Linked DNA regions of Mus musculus: regions 2, 3, 4, 5, 6 and 7 are each linked to region 1. A link is a contact called in public Hi-C, HiChIP or PLAC-seq and promoter capture Hi-C data. All regions are on one chromosome and are shown on one strand. The core of a region is the stretch at or near the end of the contact, and the rest is flanking DNA. Distances in the headings are between cores, read along the strand shown.

Region 1 (3,996 bases), core at 709-3,208:
CTTTCAAATTTCTCTTCTCAAGGAGGAATGGAGAGCTTCGGTCTGAGGCAAAGGTCACAACAGCCACACTCCAGGCGTGGAGTGTAAGGAATGTGAAGGAACCACTGTGAAGAGGCCTGCACTGGAGCTGATACAGCAAGCCACAGAACTTTTAGAGGACTGGGATCTGAGACAATTAAGCAAAGGGGAGTAGGAAATTCTTGAAGAAATTTCAACCAGGCAGGAGGTTGGCCTGGGATGAGAACAGGGAGGGATGGCGGTGATGGGACCAAGCCGGTGAGAGAGGATCTGGAACTAGTGTGGGCCTTGCTGAATTGAAAGCCTTCAGGACGTCAGAAACAAGCTGGGAACACGGGTACAAGAGGACAAACTCTATAGCCACCAACTAGAATAGGAGCTAAGGGAAGCACTGTGCTCAGGCAGGAAATTAAATATCAAGGAACTGCTCGTTAAAAGTTCAAAGCACCTGCCCACACTTCAACTGGTGCCCTTCCCAGTCTCCGGCAAAACCGATAACTCAGCCCACTGAACCTGGGTGCAGGTCTCATCCCAGCATTCAAACTGGTCAAGGACTGTAATCAACACACCAAGTACCAGCTCTGATCCACAAGCTTAGGGGGGAAAGGCCGCGGACTAGAAATCCACACCACGTGTTTCACTGTGGGGCACTGGGCACCCTTAGGGTAACAACTTGGGACCCGCTTTGCTGAGGCTCAACTCTCCAAACGCTGACACCTTGCTGCCCGGTTAGTAGAGAACAGAACTCGTTCACAAGCACCCTAGCGTCCTTGGGAAAAGAAGAGAACGGCCATTGTCGGTGGCAGGAGCAGGACGAGGAGTTGGAAGGGGCAGAGGATTGTTTTATTTGTTTCCTGGAACACCCTGTTAAGAATCTCAACAACTGCAGTCAATGCCCGATCCTTTGGCAAGCAACACTGCTTCTCCCGGTTCCCAGCTGCACGGGATCTAATTCGCAAACACACCATCTTGCATTCAACACTTAAATGGAAAACAAGCAGCCCGGGAGAGAAGCAAGCGGTCTAACTGCACGCACGTTTCAAAGGGATTTGTGCTTCCAAGGCCCTCTACCGGCCCGGTGCGATCCACGAACCGGGTTTCTGGCTGTAGCCTCTTGCCTGTAGAGCTCAGAGGCAATTATTAGCCCGAGAAGACGCGATCGGGTCGGGCCTTAGGCTTTGGCAACATGGGTACATCACTAAGATCTGGAAAAGCTCAGGTTTTTAAAGGAAGGTAACTACTTTTTTTTCCCACTGGAAACCTGGTTTAAAAAAAAAATTAAGGCTTCTCTTCAAGGTAGCTAAGATTAGAGGGCTCGGTTTCCGTTTTTTGTGTTTCTATGGGCCGAACGCCCAGGCAGGGTCAGCGAGTTTCTGTGTGTGGAATGACGAATTCCTCTCGCCTGAGTTCTAAAATGATAACTTAGCTCGCTGCTGCAGCTGCGAACGCCTGGCGCCAAGCGGCCCCGCGCGGGGGTGGCGGGAGGAGCGGTGCAGGCCGAGGCCAGGGGGAACTTCGCGAGTGGCCCCTTTAAGAGCTTCACTGACTCAGCTAAGCTTCCCCCTCAGGTCGCGTTTTTTATGAATGAAAAACGTCCTTACATTCATTATATAAACAAGCCGGTGCTGATTGGTCAATGGCGCCCAGCGCATAAATTATGTAAAACAGACCTCTGAGGGCGTTGAGGGAGGCCGACCGTTAGCCAATGGGCGCCGCAGATGATGGGGCGGCCCAGCTGGATTTGCCTGAAGACAGGGTAAACAAGAGGTGATGGGCAGCCGCGGGGATGGCCGCCGACCAATGGGGACGTGTGTGCTCTGGGCTGCGGGCCAATGGCGGCGGGCGGAGCCGGCGGGGGCCGGGCCAGTGCTGCAGCGGGTTGCAGGGCGGCGCAGAGTCCGGAGGCCGGCGCGCAGAGCGGTCTTCATCCCCGATCGCTGCGGCCCAGCCCGCCACGGAGGCGCGCAGGCGGGCGCGCGGAGTGGCCGCTCAGGTGCGGACTGGTTCTGGGTCCTCAGTTGGGCGTGCTTGGGGTGACTCCCGGAGCTAGCCGCCCCCTCCCCCCGAGGCCCGGTTCGGTTCGGTTCCTGGGAGGCTTCGGGCGGGGGCGGCTAGCGGTTCCGGAGCGAGCGGAGAACGGGTTTCCGCACGCCGCGGAGGAGGCACCCGGGGTGCTGGAGCGGGTGCAGGGAGCGGGGTGCCCGGCTCAGGCTACAGAAGCGGGGTGCAAGAACGGGGTGCGGGGCGCGAAGTTGTGGGCCCCCGAGGGCCCTGGGAGGCTCGCGAGAAGAAACGCTCCGCGACTCTTAATATGGGGGGTGGGGGGAGGCGAGCAGCAGTTTCAGGGGTTCTGCTTCAGAACCCCGAGAGTTAAATGACACCGACATGTGCAGCCTGAGGGTGCAGGATCTGCCCGAACTTCTGCAGGCCTGGCAAGTTGGAGACTGGGCAGCGGGCCCGCAGCCCCCCACTCCCTCCTCTTAGGGCTGAGGGTATTGGGGCCGCCTGAGCCACGGCCTGGGGGAAGAGAGAACCGGTTCCGAGGCTGCCGAGAGTGTGCTGGAACCTCGTGAATGATTCGGGGTCTCCCCCGCAAAGGGGGTACTGATTAAGTAGGGGGTGATGAGGGGAGGCGGCATGTGTGATCAGGAGCAAATGAGGCTGCTGGTATCGGCCAGCGCTGCACCTCGTTTTCTGAATGTGGGTGACTTTATGAATGAAGCAGGTTTCTTTCTTGGGCTCTGAGCTCTGAGGCTTTTTTTTTTTTCTCCCTTTTTTTTTTTTTTTTTTGTGAATGAAGCATTGAGCTTTCTTCCTAAAACGCTGGGGTGAGGGGCCTGCGTCGGAGGCTAAGCGTGCGTTGGGAGTGGGGGCGGGGGCGCAGCTGAAGGAGTTTTCATGAATGGGAAGGCTGGGAATTGGGTGGAAGTGTGTCTTGTTTTGTGAATGGGGCCGGGCGCGAGGGATCCAGTTACAGCCTCTACCTGCGGTGGCGGCCGCGGCTCCATCTCCCATTCATAAAACCAGGCTCGCTGCGCGCCACGGGGAGGGGCCTCGATCCGGTCGCTGCGCCCAGTTAAAGTTTTCCTGGGGGCACCCTGGATTTGGGGGCTGGGGGGGGGGAGCGACTACGACGACACAAAGGAAGTGGTTTAAACTCCAGGATGAACCGAAGCCTTCCCTGCAGGCTTTTAAAAGATACTTTGAACACGACGTTTCCAGCTCTTGAACTCGAAGGGCTGCTTAGAAGATCCTTGCTGCTGCTTTTGGAATCTCTTAGGGAAGTTTCTTTTTACCGATTTTTTTCAAAGGATATTTTTTTGCGCATCATGAGCTTCTAAAAATATTTTATCCTCTGGTTTTCCTACACGTTGTTCTCTTAACCCACAACAGACATTTAAGAATTTCTGAGGCCACAACTTAGTCAAAATTTTTAAAAATACAGCACAGAATTCTTTCTTCTCCACAGTCTACTAAAGATTCTCAGATTTGGGTCCTGGTTGGTGACATTCAAGAGAGGCCTCATTCTGAACGATGTTTGCACTGTGTGGAAGGAAGGCAAGCTGGCAGAAGTGTTTTTCTAGGAAGTTGCGAACTCTCTTTCCTTTGACTTTGAAAATATCTGATTACTTGGGCCAAGTGCTGGCTGTGAAGGGTTTTCTTGTATCCTGCTCACTTATGAAAATTTGATATGGTGCTCACAGCGTGAAAAACAAGTCAGATGGAAATGGTTACTGTGAAAAGTGTTCCCTAGTTTGTGTACAACTTAAAAGAAAATGCTAGTTAGGCCTGTCTGTTATTCAGACCTGAGGTGAATAAATACTTGTTATGCCCCCATTATTTTGACCTGAGTTTTTATTTGGAAAATTAAGTGTTTAGGAAGGTAACACCTAAACTTGCTAGCTAATTCCTCCCACGCTAGAAAAGTGTCTCCCCTCTTGATTTAGTTCCAAGCCCAGCTCTTACCAGTGGTTGACT
Region 2 (3,752 bases), core at 9-2,508, 790 kb before region 1:
GCAGCCAGGAGAGCAGAGCAAAGTTATGAAGCGGGACAGGCTGAGAAGTGGGGGAAATGCTAAGTCCCTCTTCTCCACTAAAACAGAGAACTCTAGAAAGGTATAATGGAAGGGCGCAGTTTCCAATTTGAATTATTTTCTTTGTTTCACTCCGCCCTGCCTGAGGCTACTGCCTTTTAAGCCGACCGCAGAATCCTCTGGATGAAGGCCGAGCAGTTGGAAGACCCAAGGGGCTGAACTCTCAGACCTCAGCTTCCTGCCTGTAAAATTAAAAAGGTTCCCTAGCTGTCGCCTGGATTTTTTCAATAACAAAGGTACACGGTTGAAGGCTGTCCAGTTGTCTTCAGAGACAGGTTAGTCTCCACAGGGACTACTCGAGGTGCAGCATCAGATTGGTAAAATGCTGTCACTCCTGCACAGGTCGCCTAGGATCCGTTCACCGCCCCCTTCCTGTCCTCAACTTTTCCTCAGAGCTGACAAGCCCAGACCTCAATACGCTAAAAATCCGGCTGCGTGAGCAGAGTGAAAGTTAAGGGGAAAGCACAGCAAACAGTGGACCTACCTCTGCGAGCCTCCGATACGTCCCCGTCTAGACGAGGGGCCCCCGTTGGCCTTGTGTGGCCAGGGCCAGTGACACCTGAAATGTCTAGCCACAGGGAGCTCCCAGGCGAAGAGCAAGCAAAACCCAAGACCTCACTGGTGGATTTTGTTAAAATGAACTATTCTTTCAGCAAGCTAGGGAGGCGCTCGAGATTCCCCAACAGGGGCAGTCGCCAGTGCACGGGGACAATGGTGTGTCGGGCAGGGTCTATTTTAGAAGGGTACCCTACAGATCCTTAGTTCAGCCCACGACTCTTAAGAAAATCTCGAAGAAGAGATGAGGGCTTGTAGGTTTCACCTCCAAACCCGTGCCAATGGGTGAAGCATACGTGTGGGTGGGGTGGGGGCTTTTTGTCGGCTCTTTCTTGTTTGTATTTTCTTTTTCCTTTAAAAATCAACAGGTTTAGTCCGTCCCTTCACAGAGCACCGCTGCGAAAGGTCCCCACCTCTCCAGCAGTAGTAGGTGGCCTCCAAGCGCCGCACCCGTTGGTTTGGCTGGAACAATAACCTGACCAAAAGAGGTTCAGCCGGGGCACACGTGCGTTTGTTGTGGTGCCTGCGCTCCCCCTCTCCTTCCACCGGGCTTGTTTTCCTGCTCTGTTACCAAAGTGGGCAAGATCTAAAGAGACCCTCACTCCGCGAGTCAACGCCTTACACAATACAGACGCTGCAGTGTAGGTTCCTGCGTCCCCGCACACGTGGGTTTGTTATGGGTGCGCAGGCTGGCGTGCCGGGGGGTGGGGGTGGGGGTGGGGGATTAGGGAGGGGAGGCCAAGGCGGTCCCTCCCCTGGACCCGCGACAGACATCCCCAGCCCGGGGCGGCGGCTCCTACTCCCGCAGCTAGGGCTGCCTCTCAGCGCACCCCTGCACTCCTTCTTCAGACCCGTGCCGCCCGCCTCGCCCCTACTCACTTGCAGCTCTCTCAATCGGGAAGGCGGCTGCGGTCGCTGAGCCCACCGAGCGCTCGCACGGCGCGCAGTCCGATTCCCTTTGTTAGGGTCGGGCAGTGCCAGGGCGGCTCCCCAACCCAGGCTGGCGCTCAACTCCACTCCCCCAGGTGCCTCTGGATCTTGCCGGGCCGAGGGAGAAGAGCCCGGGACTCAAGCTCCGAGTGAGTCCCCTTGAGAACGGATCTTCTGGGAAGCAGAGAGGGAGCACAGATGAGGGTACAGAGGACCGGGAAGGAGGGAAGAAAAGCACGGCAGACCGGCGGGAGGACGCTTGGTCTCCGTTATGCAAATAGAGTCGTTAAAACTAGAAAAGTGCTCTATCACACCGGTCCCAAACCATCCTGGCCCTCTGGAGGTCGCTAGCGAGCAGGCTCAAGGTTAAAGGTGCCTGCTTAGGGCTCCCCGTAATGCAGGGAATCTTGCAGTCTGTCCACAAAGAGCAAGCCTTTGGGGCGGAGCAATGCGGCAGGCAAGGAAGCCCAAATGCTGCCTCCACCCCCACCCCCTGCGTGTCCCGATGGATTGGATTCAGTGTTATCTGGCGAAAACGTTCTTACCAGAGTGCTTGTCCTGGCTCTGCACAGGGTGATCCTGATCAAACAAGTCATTTAACCCCTGTGAAAACTCAAATTTTTATGTAGGACACATACATCTTAGACTGTAGTATTTAGAGTTTAACAAAAATCCCCCAACATTAAGTGTATCCTGTACACAGCCTTGTCAAACTTTTTTTTTTTTTTTTTTAGATGTTCTGGAGTCCTGCGACCTGGAACTCTCACAGTAGGTACGCAGGCAGGCAGGACCCGGTTACAAAGGTAAAGACAGCCGGGCACCTTCCTTCCACTGGGCTTAGGATACGGCTGCTGGAGAAGTCAGGAGGAAACATCTTGTTGAAGAAGCAGTCTGGCAGTCTGACCATCTCTGATTACCCACAGACCACTTCCGAAAGACTGAAAACTTTCCTCTGTAAGAGAACTGGAAGCCACCATCTGGCCGCTCCTTCGGTCCTTTCTATCCTAGAGAAGAGATTTGACTACTCTGAGGCAGTAATCACATCCCAAATATCCACCTCTGAGCTGGGAGAGGAATCAAATAGAGCTCCAAGAACGCAGAAAATTGCTGGTCTGGGTTTTCTGTGTAGCAAAATAGCCTCTACAGTAAGATTGCTGGAGCCAGGACCAGAGCGTTCTCTTCAAGTCCAGATAGCCGCTTCCCACCACCAACCTGGGAAAGAAAAGATTGCCGCCTCCTCCCCAGCACCTGTCTTTCAGATTGTCTTCCTCCATCCTTTGATTCTGAGCCCCTAGCTGCTCACCCTCCCCCAGCTGCTCTGGAGCCAGAGACCCAAATCAGAAAGTGCCAGACAGTGAATTCAGTTCTGTGGCCAAGAAGCTATTTGTTCTTGGGTGAGTTCCACAGTCTTTCTGGGCCATTCTTTCCTCTTCTGCAACATGGAGAGCTAGAAGACAGCACTAAGGATCATGTTTACACGAAATGATTTATGTGGAGCAAGTAACGTAGAGTCTAGCCTACTGAGCATGCTCATAATAGTGCACTCTGCTGTGAGCCAATGAAAGCAGACCCCGGGTGACTGTTTCTGAAAGGGTGCTAACTGAAAGTCGAAGATTTTGTTCTACATTAAGAGGCCATTAAACGATTTTAATGCATGGCTCACAGTGCATCCTTGTGCTTTAGGTAGATTCTTCGGTCGCGGTTCTTGAAGATGGAAACAGGAGCGAGGACTTTAAGTGAGAATCTCAGACTGACTTGGGAGCTGACAGACAGTGGAGATCGCTTAAGCACCTGAACTGTGACGCTGACACAGGAAATGAAGAAAAGGCATCTAGACAAGAATCACCAAAGACACAGTGCTGGTTTCAGTGTTATACACAGTAAGGTGTTAAACCCACTTGTGGATGAGGAAATTAAGTCACCCAGGCCCTTGAGAAATCTCAGTATCCCTCACGTTCATTGAAAGCCTCAATCCTTTCTTTCAACCTCCCTCTTGTTTCCACTCAATTTAAGAACTAAGAACCATACAATAGGAAAGAGACTCTTTTAAAATGGGATACAGCATCTACTCTTAAGTTCTATTTTCTAGAACTCTAACCAGTCAATGGGGGGGAAAGGGAAGGGGTTCACTCTGGGTTTTGAACTTGCCACATTGATAATACCCACACACTGTGGCAAACCTAAAAAGA
Region 3 (3,682 bases), core at 91-2,590, 600 kb after region 1:
TTTTTTTTTTTTTTCTCATTCTGAGGCTGTTCTAAAAGGGAGAAGTGGAAGCCATTGCTCACACTTCTGTCACGGTCTCTGGTTGGTTGGTTGGTCCTGGCCTCTCTGACAGCGAATGAGCACTGGTCCATTGTACTGGCCTTCTCCTGCCTACACAAGTGTATCCCGGGACTGCCCGCTGTAGCGGTGGATTGGCTTGCTTCTATCCTGAGTGGACTTCAGCCAAAGGCTAACTTCATAGGGAACACCCCATTCTAGAAATAACAATGATAAATACTATGAGATGATATCAGACCTGAAATTTAAATCAGCAAGGCATGGTTCCACTGAAACCTACTCACAACGGAAGCACTGGCCTGGAAAAGACTCGATCTTAGCATAGTTTAGTCTATTAAATTACTCAGGGCTGTACTAAATACGTATCTTTGAAAAGTGTATCCTTTAGAGGACAGGCTGGTGTTTTAAAATGGCTCAGTATGTAAAGAGCCCTTCTGCTCAAGTGTGAGCGACAGAGCTCTGATTCCAGGACAACACAGCAGAGCCAGGAGTGGGTGTGTGGCTCTCTAGCCTTAGCCCTGTGGTGTAGGAGCAAGATGGTGGAGGGGCTCGCTGGTCACTAGTTCCGGGCTCAGTTAGAGGCCATGTCTCAAAGGAATAAGTTAGTAATAAAGGAAGTCACCCAAAGCTCTCCTCTGACCTCCACATGCACAACAAACATGTGTACCCGGATACAATGTCCCTTATACATGTATACACACACATGTACCCCCATACACATGTACACATACATGCATGCGCAGAATTCACACATTGCAAGACAAGCTGTGACTTAATAAAACCTTAAGTGTATTTTCCCAGAGGAGTGTAAACTGGTGCTCACTGCATAGCTGGGCTACGAAACAGTCACAGGTGATGGTGTGCATTTCTGAGACAGCACCACTACACGCTCCTACATGTAAGGCACATGCTTTTATTTCCCTGCACTTGCCTCATTGCATGCTGAGCCTAGTGAGATAATCCATTGCTGCCACCTACTGTAAACCAGAAAAATATTCTTGAAATACTTTCACATTTGAAAGGGAAAGTGCAATGTTGCTGGAATTGCTCAGGAATCATTTTGTCAGAGAAGCGAGTTAACCTCTAGCTAAAGTATCCCAGAATCCTGAAAGGCAATCAATAAGACAATAGGCAAAATAGTAAAGTAAGCCACACAGAAGAGCATCAAATGGCTTTGTTAAGGTATATTCTGTTAAGTTCACACAAGCTCTGCTTTACATCCATGCAGAAACATGAACCTGTTCTTCTGTACTGAGGAAGTCACTCCCAGCACGCACTCTTCCCTCTCTGACCCCGGCTGTGGCTCCATCGTGGACAGCGGCTTTCCCAGCAGATGGGCTGCACTTCAGATGGCCTGAAACTGAAGAAAAGGGGGAAGAAGAGACTCCTGCCTCCTCCTCCAGCCAGGGCTACATCTCAGAGTCAGCACCAGGTCTGAATGAAAGGGCTAAACAACTCAGTCCAGGGACAGTTTCCATGAAAACCACATGGTGATATTTTTAGAGAAGACAAAGAACTCCTTCATGACTTGAAAATGAGTGTGGGTAAGTATGTTACAATGGATATATATATCCAACGAACCAAAGAGGGAGTTTATTTGGAGGAATTTATAAAATTGACAAAATGTAAAAAGAAACAGCTTGTACAATTGTGAGTTCAATAATTATTAAGATAAAGAGATAAATTTGAGATGGTATGGAAGTGGGAAGGATCTGAGAAGAGTTAGGTTAGGGGAGAAGAAAACATAATGAAAATATGTTGTATGAAAAACCTGTTAATTAAAAAGAATCATTAATGTGGATAAATGTAGGAATGAGATGAACAAGGAAAAGGCCCACCTACCAGTTAAGTTACAGATGAAAAGATAGAAAGCTCATAAGAAAAATGTTCAATTTAAACATTAGTTAAAGAAATGGAAATAAAGCAAGATGCCACTTCCTGCTTGCAAAGGGTTTGAGATCCTTTTATTTTGTTGATATGGCAACAACCTCCGTTTGAAAGTCTGAGGAAACAGGTGTGCACACAGTGCCTCTGGCAGTAGGCATAACGTGACAATGTCCTTTAAGGAGCTTAAAGAAACAGTGTTATTGTTTTGAGATTTCGTCTCAAGTTTCCCAGGCGGGCCTCAAACTAGCTGCACAGCCTGGGACGACCTTGAACTCTGAAAGGAGAGACCGAGGAAGTAATTACTGAATGGCAGATCATGTTCCCAACTGGTAGATGGGACCTATCCCACGTCCCACTGTCATGTGAGACAGAGAGCTGGTCTGTCTGCCCCACTCACTGTCCTTTTCCACTTGCACACCAGCTGGTGGACATGAGGCAGAGCATCTTGCACACAGATCTTCTGCTGAGGTCAGACTGGCCGCATGCACACACATGCCCAGTTGTTTCTAGAGTCGCAGCACACTGCACTACTCACAGTGAGTGGATATGTTTACCCATCTGATTTTGATTGTCCCATTTCCATTCGTTAAAATATCCCAGTGGCAGCCATCCACCAACAGCAAACTAGAGGAAAAAGTAAGAGGACGCCGCAGTGGTGTTTGGGTAGAGAAGCTGCCTTGGGCAAGGCACCAGTGTCACCCCATGAGTAGACTCCCATGAGCATGTGCAGGACTCGCTTCTTCCTATCAACAGGGTAAGATCAACATGACTACGGATACATAACTATCACTGTCATCAAAACCATGTCACCTGTCTGCCACCTCTCTCTTTCTCGCACAGTAGCTACAAGGAAGCATGTGGCCATGTTGAAGGGTTCCACATGGCAAGGATATGTGGGGTGATCTCTATGAGCTGAGGGTAGACTTCCTCACTTGGCAGGAAACAAGGAGGTGGGAGAACAGAAGTTCTTAGTCTGATAACCACAAGCCAGAGTCATAGGAACTGAATTCATTACTTGCCACAAATCCCTTAGACCTCCAGGGGAGAAGGAATTCAGCCCTGGCACCTGTCTTTACTAAGGCTGTCAGAACACTTCTGTAGAGGGTATAGCTATGCCACACCCCATAAGTGAGGTGATAAATGTATATTTTTAAGCCAGTAAGTTGTGATAATGGTGGTATATAGAATTTTTCATAGCATCCCACCTACAGACAACTTGGTTTACACCTACAGAAAGCATCTAAATCCCCCCTGAGGTATGTTTAACAAAGACTGAATAGCATAGTACATTGCCCCCTTTTAGTACAAAACCCAGAAATACATAACAACTGTCCTGCCTGGTTATGCAGGTCCACCTGGGCTAGAAACCTGGAATCAGGAGTAACCATCATACCCTGTACCTCACGGCAGAGAAGGAATTCAAAAGATGCCAGAGGCACAGTCTCTGACTTCCGATATGCTTCGTCTTGTCTGCCGTTGCTACTGAATTCAGGTTTATGCCCGGGTGCATCTGCTCAGCATGTTTGTTAGGAGTTTCTATTATCCCTATTAAAAGGATTAATGCACCATGCTATTACAATTTAGATGCCATCACAGGCAACACTGAAGCTCCGTCGACATCTCCTCTTGCTCACTTCAGCCTCCGGGTACCATCAGACGAACAGACTCCTCCAGTACACGCTCTTGCTCTGATACCCAGTGCACATGGTTGCAACCTCTAAGACCAGGAGCCAAAGCA
Region 4 (3,865 bases), core at 404-2,903, 650 kb after region 1:
TATAAAACACAGTCGACAACTTACCTCTCCCAGTGTGTTCAGATCTGAATGCCACAACACAAACTGACTCATGTTTTGTCCGTTACTACATCCGGGGTTTCTTTACATGACATCCATGGCAGAGTCTGTAGGTAGCAGGGTTCTGCAAAACTAAAAACCTCAAAACTGTCAATGCACATACCTAGGTTACCACATGCATCAGTCCACTGTGCATAGCAGCTACACCATATGGGCACTTAGACATGCGGTCTAGGGGACATGACTCTGAACATGGTTAAAGTGGCCAAGACTATAGGAAAACAATAATACCTAGAAGATTTCAAAAGTTCAATGACATTTATCATATTTAAATATATTCTAATTCAGTGGCACAGTAACAGCATATAAAATGGGGGTGAGTAGAATCTCAGGGCTGTCCAGGAATTGTGAAAAGATTTAAACGTGAACAAACATAAATTTTTACTGCAAAAAAAGCGGTTTACTTTTGGAGTGTTCAACTGACTTGAAGAAAAGCTCCGATTTAAAATCAAAAGATGCTTACTAGTTTCTTAGGGAAAACACAACCATGCAACATAAATTCATTGTCTACTAACCCCACTCTATCCAATCTAATGACACATTTTGGGAACCTCTCAAGATCTGCCTTTTATTTGATAGCCCGTGCACACAGCCACATTCCTGGGGCTACGCGTAGGTGGTGACTCTTGCTGAGATCTGATTACACAGCACATTATAGCATCTGCACTGTATTTCATTTGATAGCCCAAACTTGGTGGTTACAATACTTGTTTTTTGTGGGGTGCATATGTACACTCTTCATAATATTTAATGGCGCCTTTAACAAAGGAAACACTTTAATCTTCAAGGGTTGGGGGGGGAATTGGGAGCTGCTACAATCGTTCCTTGGGTCTATACACAGCAGGTGGAGCCCGACTACATATTTATAAATTACTGTTTTTATATTCGTTGTAACTCTTATCCATCTTTTAAATAGTTTACCAACATAATAAATCTTTAAGAAAAAGAAAACTTACACTGCTAAAAAGAAAGCATTTATAACACCAGCTACCAGTACGGTGCGACAACCGCGGCTAATTATTCGATAACCTCCCTGGTATCGCACAGTTCTTCCCAGAAAAGTAAAGGCAGCCTCAAGAAGCCAGACAAGCGCCTTATCCTCTCCACCAAGAGATTAGGACCCATTTGTACATTTCACTAACTTTAAAACAAAACGGGTCAGGATTTTCTTCTGCACCCGCGTCATAGGGCAGGGAGGGGGCAAGCAAAGTAACCGGGAGTCGCGTTTGCAGAGGCGGGATGCTGACACCCGGGATGCACTCAGCAGCTGCGCCAGTCGGGCTTCGCACTCTGTCCAAACCCTTTCCAGCAGGTGTCCACCTCTCTCTCCCAAGACCTATAGGAGACCGGGTCGCTGACCCCTACTCCATCCCGGGCTCAGGAGTAGGCAGCGAGCCCAGCTGAGCGCACCGCAGCTGCCCCAAAAGCCATGTCGCCAACTCCCTCTAGCGCCGCTAGGTTCCTAGAAGACTTACTTCTTCAAAGCGCTCGGCCCGAAGCCGAGTCCGCACGCCCGCAAGCCTTCCTCCCACCGCGTTCCTCCTACAGCGCTGGACACCCACCCCAGCGCAACCCCAATGCGCAGGCGCCACCTCTGCCTCCACAGCTTCCGCGTATGACGTCACTTCCGACACACGGCTCAGCAGTGGGCTCCCGTGGTTTTAGCTTGCGGGTCCTGGGCTGAGTGACCCAATTCCTTTATTCTACAGACTCGTCCATGCTGAAATTTACCGCTCCAATCCGAATTAGCGGGGCGTTTGGACAAATCACGAGATTGTCGAGTCCCACGTCTCTGCCGGGTGTCGGCCTCTGAGATTGTGATTGCTGGCTGCAGTGCTGCCCCTTTCACTTCTGAGGGTATTGGTGTTGTGTTACAAGGGCAACCTGTCCCAACCGTGTAAAACACCAGTACCCACAACCTGAAGCTGTTGTGTTACTTGAGGTAATGCATAGAACGTTCCAGCATACTGCAATGAACATTAACAGGTTTTTTGTTTTGTTTTTTTTTCTAATGATGTGATATACTCTCTTGTTTCCGCACTGGAACACATACGTGTATAGCAGACTGGAACTACTTTTGTTCAGTGGTTAGCTGATGATACTGGGTACCTTCTCCTCGATAGACAGACCGACAGACAGACAGGTTGATATCTCAACTTGATTGAAAACATTTGCTGAGTTACCTTGCTAAGGGGGGGGGGGGGGAGGAGAGGCACCAGGACTATAATGACAGACCTCAGGCTGTCCCTGAAAGTAGACATACTCATCAATAAGAAAGTCTCTGTGTGTGTGTGTGTCCACAAACCTCATACTGACCCAGAAAAGCAGGGAGCTGTCTTTGTTTTTAACTGGTTAATAGGAACAAAACTACAGACCTCTGCAGTTCCAGAAGGTTAGCAGGCTATGAATGTACTACCACTGACTAGGCATGGTTTCATTTCCTCTGTGGTGGTTGTACTGGCTAGTTTTGTGTCAACTTGACAAAGCTGGAGTTATCACAGAGAAAGGAGCTTCAGTTGAGGAAATACCTCCATGAGATCCAACTGTAAGGCACTTTCTCAATTAGTGATCAAGGGGGAAAGGCCCCTTGTGGGTGGGGCCATCTCTGGGCTGGTAGTCTTGGGTTCTAAAAGAGAGCAGGCTGAGCAAGCCAGGGGAAGCAAGCCAGTAAAGAACATGGCTTCTGCATCAGCTCCTGCTTCCTGACCTGCTTGAGTTCCAGTCCTGACTTCCTTGGTGATGAACAGCAGTATGGAAGTGTAAGCTGAATAAACCCTTTCCTCCCCAACTTGCTTCTTGGTCATGATGTTTGTGCAGGAATAGAAACCCTGACTAAGACAATGGTTCAAAGAAACATCTCAACTTGTTGTTTAGAAAGATGACAAAGCAAGCTAGTAGTAGTGTTGAAATGTGGGTGATGGGTCAGTTTTGCAAATAACCCAGAATAACACCTCAGCCCAATGACTTTTGTTGTTTTCTGATCAGGTCTCCTGATATAGCTCCAACTGTTCTCCTCCCTGAACCCTCCTAGTGTTAACGGATCTTACAGGCATACTCAACCATGCCTGGTTTAGACCCAATGATATTTGTCATTTTTTGACTATAGGGATTTGCCACAAGGCACAAAGTTAGCCAGTGTGATAGAATTTGAACCTGTTTAATTCCATTTATTTTTCATTTATTCATATAAGATGCACAGAGACACTAGAGAAAGATGGATACAGTGAACACTTGCTTAAGGAAGTTTCCGACCTTGTGAGGGAAGCAGCCCTTGATGGAAAGGTAGTTCAATGTTAGCATAATCACAGGGACATCAGGTTCCATCATTCAACCAATGACACTTCTCTTTGCTCTCCAGAAACCATAGCTTGAGTTTTAGAAATACAAGCTGATAATATTTTCATCAAAATCTAAATAATTAAAAACTAGACTTTCAAAAATGTCAAGCCATCAAGATTTACACAGATCTCATAGTCAGCTACAAGAGACCCAGAGATTATGAACCATGGCTTTTGTGTTTTGTGCTCTCAGGTTCTTTATTTATCTCTTAAACTTTTTCTTCTTAGCTACTCATTTATCTAGTTACCTTAGCTTCTAGGAACAACAGGGCTGATTGACAATAATCTTTATGAGCAGGTAACCTAGAGGGACAGATCACCCTCCATGTCTACAATGAGCACAATTATCTATGGTGACAAGGTTGTACCCCAGGGCAGGAACACTCATGGGAACTAGATTGTCCCACTTGAGTGATAACAGTGACAGCTTTCTACAACCTTATTGCAGA
Region 5 (3,715 bases), core at 1,102-3,601, 620 kb after region 1:
GTCACTTGGCCCAGGGTGTGGCTCACAGTGAACAGCAACTCTGCTCAGACTCCTTGACAGTGCCTCCTGCCTACAGCTCTCTGATGTAATGGGTTGTTTTGTTTTAATGACATTATCATGCTTTTTGAGAGCAATCTGAATTGGTATGGCAGATTAATAAATTATTTTCATTTTTCAACTTTGATCTCCATAATCGTGAGAATGATAGAATTCTTAGTCATTCCTTTCTTATTTTAAATATATATTCAGAGAAAATACAAGGTTACAGCAACTAATAACTAATCCCACTAAGGAGTTTGGTGGCAGGATAGAAGCGTGAACCTCTATCTAAAGTTGAACTCACACACACAAGTCCCAGCAGTTGACCAACCAGTGTGATAAGATGCAGTATGCAATAATGTGCCCAGATGTGAAGCTCAGCTCTTCGTCGTGAAAGCTCCAAAGCAGGAACTCAGATTCCCTCGTTTAGCCTACTGCACTGCACAAACATTATCTATTACTCTGTGTGTGTGGTGACATGAAAAACAGTATCAGACATAGACAGACGAGGCAATGTTCTCACCTAGTAAAGACTCAGTTTAATCTTTGTTTATGTATGGTTGGAAATAGCTATGTATGTATATATCTACCTGCATATACCAGTAGACTCTGCTACTAAATTCTAGGTCACTTAATGCAACATCCAGCAATGGGAACTAATGAGCAAGCGGCAGTAACTGTAATATTGACTCGGCGATCCCAACTTACCATTTCTTAAAGTATGTTCTAGGAAAAAGTGCAGACAATTTGATTTCATTTTCATGAGGTTTAAAGGAAGCACTTGAAAGCTAGGCAGCATTTGGATTAGGATATACAGGCATGTGCAGATCCCCTGGAGAAGTGACAACAGTTATCACAGACCCCAGCTCTTGGCTTTCCTCTGTGGATCAGGGATGAGCGAGCGCACAGGAGGATTTAGTGGGAACGGGGCTCATCAAGACCCGTTGCAGGGATGCACATACTCATGCTGGAGCTATTTCATAAATATAAATATTTACTACTTTTTAAAAGCTTGTCTTTCGACAGCAAATGAACCCCCCCCCCCCCCACTGAAGCAGCAAGAGTCTGTAGAATGTCTGATCTGAGACCCTGTGCAGTCGAGACCCAGAGGTTGAGAAATGCTGCAAGCCATGATTTGCACCCAGCACCGTTTGTTTCCTAATGTCAGTTAAGGGCAGCTTTATAATGTTTCAAGAAGAATTGGTTCATTTAGACTGATAGATGTACTGAGAAAAACATACTGAAAATATTTTAAGAACTTCTGCTCAGTAGAGCTAGGAAGGATGAAGGTGCTGGCCACAAGCCTGCAGCCAGAGATCCAAGCTTCGGAACCCGTGAGCTGGATGAGGATCGACATGCATGCTAAGGATCTTTCCGCCGCATGCAAGCTAAGCCCCAAGCCCACCCCACCCCCCAACACACACACATGTGCACACACAGTGGTTAAAAACAACAACAACAACAACAACCCTCCCATAGCTAGCTGGGGAGAGCAGCTTTTTTTTTCTTCTAAGTTTAAAAGAAATAATAAATCATGGAAGAATATGCTTCCAAGTTCCTTAAACTTATTTTTAATCTAAGTATAAAGATATCGAGTTCCAGGTCTCCCTTTTATATTAAACCAAACAGGATAAAAGGAGCCACTTGAAACCAGAGGGGTTAATGTTTACACAGAGGCAGCTTTTCCCAATTGTGTTCGCCTTTAAGGTTTGAACGGTTGAATGACCTTGCTGGAATTCCCCTGTCAGCTGGGAGTACCTACTGAACTTCCAAATCGAAACTACGCTCACATGACACACTAGAACGGTATGCCAAGTGGTATCTGTCCCTGCACCTTGAACCTGGTAGTTACGACTACAGATGAATCAATATGTTTTATACAAAACGAAAAGCTCTTTCTCTCTTAGGTCACTAAACAAAGTATTAAAACAAAGTATTAAATTTCATTATATTTCACATTATGTACTTATAGTACATTCAAATGCACGGCTTCAACCTATCACTAACAGGCCTGTTTTCAAATACAGAATACACCATTCTGAAGTGAGAATTTGAATCCATATCTGAATTCTGTTACTTCAGTGTAATCACCTAAAAACCTAGATAATATGAAGCCTTCATTGTTTTTATTTGAGAACTCCTAAAACATCTATCTTTGTAGAAAAGGCACCGTGAGGTGAGGTGGTCCTGTTCTTTGCACTGTGAGCCAATCATGAGATGAAACTCAACACAAAAGGTGCAGACGACAACCCCCTCGCCACACCCACCGGCTAGCCACACCCACCGGCTAGCCACACCACCGGCTAGCCACACCCACCGGCTAGCCACACCCCCTCTCATTTTCAGAAGTTGAAAACACAGTAAACATTACACGGAACTGTAGCCCAGAAACTTTTCTTTCAAACACTGTTTTGGGGTGGGGGTGGGGGTGGGGGAGTAACATTTCACAGTCCGAGTTTCTACAGAACTTTTTATTAATGTTAGAAACTGAGATGAAAGCACACTCAGCAGACAGCGATACTGAGCTTAAGGATAACTTGTTCTAGAATATCTCAATAGTGGCTGACATCTTCTATTGCAGGGGACATAAGTTTTATAATAGTTTTTAAATTTTGTACATTTTAAAGGGAGGTAGAGAGATAGTTTAACTGCTAAAGAATATTTTTATTTAAATATAGTTATTTTTCAGATTTTACGAGTATTTTGCTTGCATGTATTATGATGGTCTGAATGAAATGGACCCCCACAGACTCATAGGGAGTGGCACCATTAGGTGTTGTGGCTTTGTTTAAGGAAGTGTGTCAGTGCAGTGGGCTTTGATATTTCAAATGCTCAAGCCAGGCCCAGTGTCAGTCTCTTCCTGCTTCCTTAGAATCCAGATGTAGAAATCTCAGCTACTGTCTCAGCGCCATGTCTATCTGCATACCATGGTGACATAGACTAAACCTCTGGACTATATAAGCCAGCCCCCCAATTAAATGCTTTCCTTTGTAAGAGTTGCTGTGTCAAGGTGTCCCCTCACAGCAACAGAAACCCTAAGATATGTATATATGTGCAAACCTGGTGCCTATGCAGCCAAAAACCAGGCATCAGATCCCCAGGAACTAGAGTTGCGAATGATTGTGAGTTCCATGTGGGTCCCGGGAACCAAACCTAGACCGTATGCAAGAGCAGCAAGTACTCTTAAACTATTCCACACCTCTCCAACCCTTTGTTTTGAGGCAGGGTCTCACATGGTCTAGCCTGGGCTTGAACTCCCTCTGTAGGTGGTAATGCCCTTCAGCTCCTAATCCTCTTGCCTCTGCCTCCTGAGAGCCAGGATGAATGACAGCTGTACTTCAGCCCCGAGTGCAGGAGGAGCCAGGAATATGGGTTCCAGGGTCTTATGCTTAGGCAGGTACTCTACCAGCTGAGTCATACCTCCTGTCTTACCATGCGTTTTTTGAAGTACTGGCATATTAAACAGAAATTACTGAATGCTGTTGTTTAGGGGCTAAGCTCCGCTATTGGGATCCAACATGCAAGGCTAAAAATTGAAATGGTGTCATCCATTTCAACCCAGCAAAGTTTGAAACGGAGCCATTTCTCTGACCTGAAGAATCAGGATTTGTGAGCCAAACTTCCCCAAGTAGGTCAGCTATAACCGTAGGATTACAGCTTCCTCTATCGGTCCCTG
Region 6 (4,011 bases), core at 688-3,187, 580 kb after region 1:
GACAGGAAAACCTCTTCACCATGCTTACCACCTTTTGAAAGAAGGCTTGAAGGGTGGGAAAACAGTTGTTGTTGTTTTTAAAAAAGATAATCTTTGTGTTAGTAAGAAGTGTATTACTTATTGTTATTAACTAATTAACATTTTAAGGTTCTTTTTTTTTTCAATTTAAAATCCTAATCTAATAAATACAGATACACAACTCAGACAAATGAACTATTTTGGGGCCCTCACTTTTCTAGTCTAAAGACCAACTGTCAGAGAGTCAGTATTATATTATACTCTATTACACTACAGTGTATGTGACTGTCTCCCAGCAAGCTGTGAATCTTTGGGACATAATCCTTTTTGCCTCTTCCTTTCCTGTTTCTATCTATCCTCCTTTTCTTTCTATTCCTTTTTCTTAAAATGCGCCCTGTAACAGCTGGCAGTCTCCTACACAGCACACAATACAATAGACAAAGGAAAAGGAGCAGCTGCTGTCCACTCGGGCTCAGTGTGCGCTCTGCACTGTGCGTGGTCTCCATCTGACCGAACCCTCGCTTGCCTCCACGATCATGCCTACTATATCCATATGCATCAGAGAAATTTAGAGTTGTTCAACAATTTACACGAGACACATAGCAAATAGCAAAAGCATCAGGACCCACCTCTCATCTGTCTGACTCCAGAGACCAGATTGTCAACCATGTTGACAAGTGGGGAGATTTAGAAGAAGTCAAAGCTCTTGGGCAAAACCACTCCCTCACAAAGCACAGCCCAGGATAGCTACCTAACGCCTCGAGCGCTAGATGCCTCTGGGATTGTCACATCATCGCTTGGAGCAACTTTTACTTGGTTGAATGAGAGGATGTGCTCTTCTGTTACTGAGCACAAGGTCCTCCTGCAGAGCTCGCGGCCTCTGCAGCCCAGGACGTGAGAAGAGGCGCCTCACAATACATCTACAGCAATGAGGAGGTAACACACGTTCAAAGAACAACAACACTGAAAAGCAAATAACCTCTCAGATTCTGGGTGTACTTCTTCCGATTTTCCCTACGTGAAAAATTAAATCTAATAGCAGTGCTATACTTGAAAACCCCTCCTGTGTCTCGTGACTCCAACAACACTTTTCATACAGCCGCAGGCATGCCCTGTCATTTCTAAATGCAGCATGGGTTGTACAGTTGGCAACCCATTCTTCTCCTCTGACGTGGCTACACTATACGAGGCCTCTTTGAAGACTGGATTAGTGAACTCTGAACCTTTGCTCCTGGACAGACAAAGGGTGAGGCTTCTATGAGCCTCTGGTCACATGTTCAGGTTTCCTATTCATGGCTCCAAACCTTGTTTTACCTATATTTCTGCTTATACACCATAAAATTAAAATTAAACATGTACATTTATATTGTTAATCAATTAACATTAAATCCATGGTTCAATGACTCATAGTGCTTACTTATCATTTTATAGTTTCCTGAAAATAGATATTTTATGAGGCACTATAGTTTTGGTCTGCGCAGTGGGAAAATTAGTAAAGCCATTGTGTCTGACATGGACACCAGAGTGTTTCAATTTCTTTTAGGCCCGCCTAAGCTCCAAGGAAATGTTTTGTATCTGATCGGTGATTGTTTTCTGAGACTTATGGAACTGTATTTCAGAAGGGGCTCTATGGCCTTCATGTAACTTCAGTTACAGGACATCCTGGCAAACCTGGAATTCTTGCACAATTGAGCACTACACAATACTGCACACATGTTGCACCATGATGACAGAAGTGTGGGGGCCATGTGTTTTTTAACATAGCACAAACATCAGATCAGTGGCTCTGGTATGAGAAACTTGATTTATTCTAAAAATAACATTTGCGTAACGATCAATAAATACCCTTCTGCAAAGCTGCTCAGGGTTCATTCCATCTGAGACTGTTCCCCCGCTGACGTAAAAGCCTCCTGACAACCTCAAGTGTCTCTCTTTCTTTGGTCGTCCCTTGCAACTCTGTTTACCAACAGGTCTGGGGTGCTACCCTATAAAGCCCTGATGTTGAGATGTTGGCTATCTGAGAGGTTTAGGTCATTAGCATTGTACACTGGGAGGAGGTGAGCAGCTTGCTCCCCCCACACACCCCAGCCTTGGTGGCCTGCCACCACATGGGCCTGAGAGCTGACAAACTCAGGCTGGAATGTGATTAACCAAGTATGGTATTGTAAGGTGAGGCCTTTAGGGATGATTGACACATCTCGTGTGACACTGGGTCATTCTCACAGAAGGGTATGTGTTCTGATTCATAAGTAATTGTACCAGGAAGGCATGTGCCCACAGCAGGGAGCCTAAATAAGAATGCAGAGCTTCCCTCTGTCCCGCATTGGCTCAGAGTGTGTCACACACTCAGACGTTTGCTATGATGTGCTTATCTGTGAACACAATCATAAGAGTACCAGGAGAATTGATTTGGCCTAAGAATAAACTGTACTTGACAAGTAAATTTATAAACAGAGTATTTGTGAAGGGGGAGTCACTGTATTTTCCAATTATTGGGCAATTAAGCTGTTTTGTTTTTCTTTCTTTTTTAGAATGGTGTCGTGATCAATGTTTATAAAAGTCCTTCTGGGAGCTGCATTCCCCTTGGGAGCAAGTGGGAGACAAGCTTTAATGACGCCTACTTAACTGTGCTAGTTCTTGGAGCAGCCCATAATAGTTCTTCCAGATCCATATGTATTTTTCGGATTTCTGTAACTGTAACACATGTTTGAGATAATGAATTTATAAAGAGACAAGGTTCATTCTGGCTCAAAGGTTCAGTCCATGATCAATTAGCCATTGCTTTGGGGCCTGTGGTGAGTGAGACCACCACAGCTGGAGTGTGTGGTAAAACAAGCACCTCAGCTCGCCTCATGAGAAAGGACCAGACTGCCTCTATAATCCCAAGGAAATGCTTTCAAATGTCCTAAACCTGTCACCTAGCCCCACATTTTACAAGCGCCACCTCCTCCAATAGCACCAAGCCTTTTTAACACATGGGTCTTTGAGAGGAGTGGCATCCCAAATCCAGACTTCAGTGTTTTGCTACTGATTGGCAGCATCAGCATCAGCATCACTTGGGGGCCACTTAGGCAGCTGCCAAACCAAGTATCCAGAATCTGGCTTTAAACAAAATCCCCATCAATTCCTATGCACATTAAAAATCTGAGCTTTGCTGTAAACCAAGGATTCTGACTTCAGCATGCACCAGTCTCCACTAGCCAACTTGTTAAACACAGATTCCGGGACCTGCTGCCAGCATTTCTGATGGCAGAAGTGGAGTAGGCCTGGAATTTGCATTTCTGACAAGCTCCTCAGTGACGCTGAGGATATTAGACTCTGGGAGACACTTGTGAAGCACTGCTTTGGCTGGTTCATGGTAAGACTCCGGCAGAACCAATGCCGTAAAGGGGCTAACGCACACTTGTGGGAGAAAGAGCAGGGCAAGTGGCTTATAACTGTCAAAGAAATCGTCTCACTGTGGAGCTAGGCCAAGCTGACTGGATTGAGTAGATCTGTCTCCAGCAGGCACAGGTAAATATGGAGGGGTCAACTGAGAAACAGAAGAGAACAAAGTGTGTTTATTTCTTCTTACCTGGGCATATGCTGGGAGAGAAACTATCACATAGTAACTGAAAAGCTTACTACTATTTGTTTCATCAATGGTATTTTACAATTATATACAGGAAGATAATCTGAGGGATTTTCTAGGAAAAGTACTTTCTTTTCTTTAGCCTTTTCAATGTTTTCCTGGTCTCTGACAAATCCCTGGCTAATGCTACTCGAGGAAAAAAACCAGAAACTTCTTAGAAGCTCACACAGAATCCAGCCCAGAACACGGTTTACTCAAATGCGTGACCCCTCGGCATAGTAGAATTTCTGGGGATAGGCTATTTTAGGGTAACTCACCATTATAAATCCATATTACTTAACATTATAAATCCATATTACTCATGAGCCTGAGAAGGCTTTGATGCAAAGTAGCCTCCCGCAAAGATGCTGCTTTGGAGTGGT
Region 7 (3,740 bases), core at 197-2,696, 710 kb before region 1:
CCCTAGAGATCAATGACCTCAGTCTGGCCTTCTTCGTCACGCTCCAGGTTCTGAGAGACCTTGTCTCAAAAAAATAAGGCAGAGATTAAGAAAGACACCTCATATGGAGAGACCCCTCTGGCTTCCACATACACATGCACACAGGATCACACACACAAGGCTAGAAGCAAGCCCTGTGCCTTGTAAGATTCCTCGAAACACAGGGAGAGAGGCATCAAGGATTTCTCACTAAGCCTTGGGAACCAAACTGCTCCAAGAACCAAGATGCACTCTCACGCCCCTCTGGCCTGCTCCACCTGCCCTCTTGTCCACAGAATGACTCTGATCAAATTCTCTGCCATCCTTTTGAATGACATCACAGGGGGAGTGAGGTGGCTCCTCTTGTGAGGCTTGATTCAGAACCCATTCTCAGCATGCACTTGCTCCCTGCACTTGGGAGCCAGGGAGGCAGGTGGATCCCTGTGAGTTCAGTGATGGCCTGGTCTTTATAAATTCCAAGCCAGTCAGGAATATATAGTGACACCCAGTCTCAAAAACAAAATTTCTTCAGACGAGGGACTTACGTATCATGACACACAAGAGGCTGCCTTGACTTCCAAACCCCTCCCTCCTTCATCTCCTCTACCTCCATGGTTCCGATGCTGTGTTCATGGAGCAAGAATTAGGTTTAACAACGACAAAGCAGGTGCAGTGCCTCTGTCAGAAAATATCTTTCAAAATGAGGCTTTCTGTCCAGATTGCCACTATTTTCCAGGTTCTCACCACTTTGTGTCACCCAATCCCCTAAAATGTCTCTATGCAGACAGATGTCCCCAACTCCTCCGAGCACACCCATGTTTTCACTCACAGCCCTGACAAAGTGTTCTACAGCGCATGCTCCGTGCATATCTGCTCAGTAGAACTAAGTGATAGAGACAGATCCTACAGTCTGACCTCAACTGGACTTCCTCGGGCTGCCCTCTCTGCCTGCTTCTCCTGTCACTGTAACTCTTAAAGCCGAGAAGCAACAGATCCCACTTTCCAACAGAGTCTCATCTGTGGATCGACCCTCCTACCTCACTATCTCCAGGTTCTTTTTGCAGTGGGCATCCTGCCATCAAATGAACAGGGCAAACTTCCGGTTAGGCTCAAGCTTGTGGACCGAAAGGTTATTGTTTCTTTCTTAGAGCTTTGAAGAGTTAAAGAAAAGCCCCAAAGCTTATCTGCCCCAACCATGTTTCCAAGGCCTGAGTTTTCTCAACATCTACCTTCACACTGCTGCAGAGAGCAAAATCTGAACACAGCCCAAGTGGGATTCTGCATTCATACCCAGCCAGCCGAGAATATAGAATTGTTCTTACCTTTTGGTGTCGTCAGATCCACTGACAATCGTACAGACAGAAATGAGGAGAAAGTGGCCAGGTCTCATTAGTCTGGTACTCATGGGGACAGGCAGACCCCAGCTTACCATTGGCCAACCCAGTCAAGGCCAATAGCCAATGAGTGGGCCCCTTGCTCCTGGCAGCTGCCTTAAGACTCCTTAGGGAACCTGGTTTAATCCAGCTTGGGTCTGGGAAGCCAAGTAGAGCTTCTGTCAAGCCATCCTGTTTCCAGGCTTTGGCCATTCTCTACCAGAGCAAGAGATGGGGCAAGGGTAAGGACAATAATTCAGCATGTTTCTGAGTGCAATGAAAATTATCCTCAAGTAAAATGATTGTTCAGGGGTCAGGAGACCTCCCTTTCCCATAAGTTTGTCCTGGAGAGTCAACAACACTAATTGTCACATGATACTCCCACTCTTTCTTTGTAACTAAATGTGAAGCTGTGTGGTTCAGGCATTACTATTTCAGTAAGAATGAAGAGGGGCTGTACTAGAATAAAAAATAGATGGACTGCAGGCATGGCTCAGTGGTTAAGAGCACTGGCTATTCTTCCAGAGGTCCTGAGTTCAATTCCCAGCACCCACAGTAATTCCATGGGATCCGCTGCCTTCTTTTGGTGTGCAAATATGCATGCAGCCAAAATACCCATATACATAAACAAATCTTTAAGCAATAGAAGGTGTGCTCCACTTGCTAGACCGGATCCCATACTGAGAAAAGACCATGTAGATGAATTCTGAGGGCTGTTGTACAGGAAGGTTCCTGGTGGGGTGTGAAGCAAGTTCAGGGGTCCAAATTCTAAAATCTGTGGTCCCTACATAATTCAAGCCCAGTGTCACAGAACACTTACCTTGACATTGGAGAACCATGTTCTAAGATTTTTCTGGGTAAGTTTCAAGCTAGTTTTTTAGAAACTCATTTTCTGTGAGTAGATAAACCTCAGTTTCCAGACTCCTTAAGTATATACCTTTTCTATCTATTATTAGCTCTGGGCTAACAGCCAACTGCAACTAGCAGTCACCACTCACTAAACTGCTCCTAAAAGGCTTGCAGTTGGCAAGGCAATACCTTGGGAGCCTCTCGGCGGACTCACATCTTATTTTTGAAAGACCAGAGCTGATTCTCGGGAGCACAAAGCTTTTGAATTAAATCGTGAATCCAAAAAGAACTCTGGATGCCAGCAGCTGCTCCAATAAGACACTCAGAGCTAGACTGCTCCCAGGCAAAGGCTGGCCAAGCATCTGCTTCCTCCAACTGCCACCTTCCACTGGCCACACAGAGCCTAAGAGTCATGCTTTTACTAGTGGATAGGACCAGCAGTGTCAACCCACCAAGGAAGGAGAGCCAAAATATGATCTTCCATCTTGTCTTCCTGTTAATGCACTGATGTTTCTAGAGAAATCACGTTAGGTCATGAAGATTAAGGACACAAGCTCATTTCCAAGGGCTGTTAGTTGTGACCCCATGGCCCTGGACACTTCCCAAGCAAACTGTATGAAGCAAAGGAGAGAGAAGAACTACAGCAACTCAAAGCTGTATCACTCTCTATCTTTCCCTTAGCGTTTTGCTTACTTTGTGTGTGTGTGTTGTTGTTGTTGCTGTTGTTGCATTTTCTTACTTATTTTGTATGTGTGTTACTGTCTTTCGCTTCTTACTGGAATGCAAACACGCTGGAGCAGGGGCTTTACCTACTTGAGGTTATGCTCCATAACCCCTAGACTAAGTAGTATCTTGTACAAAGTAAGTAACAAGCAATGTTGAGTCAAGGGGTAGTCGAGTCTTCCCATACAGATACCTGTGGTTGTCTCCCACTTAATGAAGAAGCCAGAAGCCAGTAAGAGGGAGAGACACAGACCCAAGGCACGAAGCTAGATCTCTCTGACCACAAAGGGCATACGCTCCCCAATGCCTCGTGGTCTTCACCTCTGCTCAGTTATAGCCTCCGGGTTAGCTCTGGACCCCTGTCCCATATAGGAACACTGCTGGTTTCAGCAGATTCTAACTATTGCACAAGACAGAGTGACTTTCACCCCAAAACCACATCAATACTTTGCTGGGTCTGGTAGACACCCGGGAGCATTGTGAAAGCCTATCATTTGGTGAACTCTCAGGGGAATCCGCCACTCACCACAGAGGGCATTGTGTAAAAACACACACTTGCTTAGCGACTAGAAGTGAAAAACATTCAACCACACATGTCTTGAGGCTAGGCGGTTTGGTTTTTTGCTGGGTGGTTTTTTTTTTTGCTTTGTTTTTGGCTTTGTTTTATTTTGATTTTTTTCTTTTCTTTTCCTGTTTTTTTTTTTCTTTTTTGGTTTTTGGTGTTTTGTTTTGTTTTGTTTTGTTTTGTTTTGTTTTGTTTTGTTTTTCAAGACAGTG

What was found. Promoter capture Hi-C pulls out the DNA fragments that hold promoters and counts their contacts. A called contact is a pair of places that touch in the nucleus more often than the background predicts. HiChIP or PLAC-seq counts read pairs in DNA pulled down with a chosen protein or histone mark. Capture Hi-C pulls out chosen DNA fragments and counts their contacts.
Region 2: a contact with region 1 is called in a promoter capture Hi-C map of pre-B cells, with 4 times the contacts expected there. The contact joins the promoter of BC106179 here to the promoter of Etv5 in region 1. A contact is called at or near these places in 1 of 39 promoter capture datasets (pre-B cells), 1 of 484 Hi-C or Micro-C datasets (embryonic stem cells) and 2 of 115 datasets of contacts at active chromatin or transcription factors (astrocytes and embryonic stem cells).
Region 3: a contact with region 1 is called in a Hi-C map of CD8 T cells, with 2.7 times the contacts expected there. The contact joins the enhancer-like site here to the promoter of Etv5 in region 1. A contact is called at or near these places in 7 of 39 promoter capture datasets (the 3T3-L1 cell line, 3T3-L1-derived adipocytes, the SN4741 cell line and 3 more) and 3 of 484 Hi-C or Micro-C datasets (CD8 T cells, the N1E-115 cell line and double positive thymocytes).
Region 4: a contact with region 1 is called in a promoter capture Hi-C map of liver, with 2.2 times the contacts expected there. The contact joins the promoter of 1300002E11Rik here to the promoter of Etv5 in region 1. A contact is called at or near these places in 3 of 39 promoter capture datasets (the 3T3-L1 cell line, the SN4741 cell line and liver), 1 of 484 Hi-C or Micro-C datasets (CD4 T cells), 2 of 115 datasets of contacts at active chromatin or transcription factors (bone marrow-derived macrophages and fibro-adipogenic progenitors) and 1 of 9 other capture datasets (liver).
Region 5: a promoter capture Hi-C map of liver shows a contact between it and region 1, with 1.8 times the contacts expected there. The contact joins the enhancer-like site here to the promoter of Etv5 in region 1. A contact is called at or near these places in 5 of 39 promoter capture datasets (the 3T3-L1 cell line, the SN4741 cell line and liver) and 2 of 115 datasets of contacts at active chromatin or transcription factors (bone marrow-derived macrophages and microglia).
Region 6: a contact with region 1 is called in an HNF4G HiChIP or PLAC-seq map of pancreatic cancer cells. The contact joins the enhancer-like site here to the promoter of Etv5 in region 1. A contact is called at or near these places in 6 of 39 promoter capture datasets (the 3T3-L1 cell line, 3T3-L1-derived adipocytes, the SN4741 cell line and 2 more), 2 of 484 Hi-C or Micro-C datasets (CD8 T cells and the N1E-115 cell line) and 1 of 115 datasets of contacts at active chromatin or transcription factors (pancreatic cancer cells).
Region 7: a promoter capture Hi-C map of pre-B cells shows a contact between it and region 1. The contact joins the promoter of Adipoq here to the promoter of Etv5 in region 1. A contact is called at or near these places in 1 of 39 promoter capture datasets (pre-B cells) and 2 of 115 datasets of contacts at active chromatin or transcription factors (bone marrow-derived macrophages and fetal liver).

What each region holds. Positions count from the first base shown.
Region 1 is chr16:22,437,532-22,441,527 of GRCm38.p6, reverse strand. It overlaps Etv5 (ets variant 5), which reads left to right and starts at 1,958. Exons shown (of 13, transcript NM_023794.2): 1 at 1,958-2,011.
Region 2 is chr16:23,222,990-23,226,741 of GRCm38.p6, reverse strand. It overlaps BC106179 (cDNA sequence BC106179), which reads left to right and starts at 1,258. Exons shown (of 3, transcript NR_152126.1): 1 at 1,258-1,274; 2 at 2,298-2,957; 3 at 3,247-3,752. St6gal1 (beta galactoside alpha 2,6 sialyltransferase 1) reads right to left here and starts at 2,002. Exons shown (of 8, transcript NM_145933.4): 1 at 1,513-2,002.
Region 3 is chr16:21,834,214-21,837,895 of GRCm38.p6, reverse strand. It overlaps a transcript of Map3k13 not described here. Among named protein-coding and RNA genes, the nearest start is that of Gm26744, 9.8 kb to the left of the region's middle. Within about 2 kb of position 1,340, at least 55 of the 459 cell types and tissues checked have an H3K27ac peak or open chromatin away from gene starts, as enhancers often do. A contact at or near this core is called in CD8 T cells and double positive thymocytes, where this site is marked.
Region 4 is chr16:21,792,135-21,795,999 of GRCm38.p6, reverse strand. 1300002E11Rik (RIKEN cDNA 1300002E11 gene) reads right to left here and starts at 1,653. Exons shown (of 3, transcript NR_037958.1): 1 at 1,554-1,653; 2 at 25-150.
Region 5 is chr16:21,816,922-21,820,636 of GRCm38.p6, reverse strand. No RefSeq gene overlaps it. Among named protein-coding and RNA genes, the nearest start is that of 1300002E11Rik, 24 kb to the right of the region's middle. Within about 2 kb of position 2,351, at least 70 of the 459 cell types and tissues checked have an H3K27ac peak or open chromatin away from gene starts, as enhancers often do. A contact at or near this core is called in liver, where this site is marked.
Region 6 is chr16:21,855,562-21,859,572 of GRCm38.p6, reverse strand. It overlaps a transcript of Map3k13 not described here. Among named protein-coding and RNA genes, the nearest start is that of Gm26744, 12 kb to the right of the region's middle. Within about 2 kb of position 1,937, at least 33 of the 459 cell types and tissues checked have an H3K27ac peak or open chromatin away from gene starts, as enhancers often do. A contact at or near this core is called in the N1E-115 cell line, the SN4741 cell line, hippocampal neurons and 1 more, where this site is marked.
Region 7 is chr16:23,144,242-23,147,981 of GRCm38.p6, reverse strand. It overlaps Adipoq (adiponectin, C1Q and collagen domain containing), which reads right to left and starts at 1,446. Exons shown (of 3, transcript NM_009605.5): 1 at 1,341-1,446. RefSeq lists an enhancer at 3,433-3,595.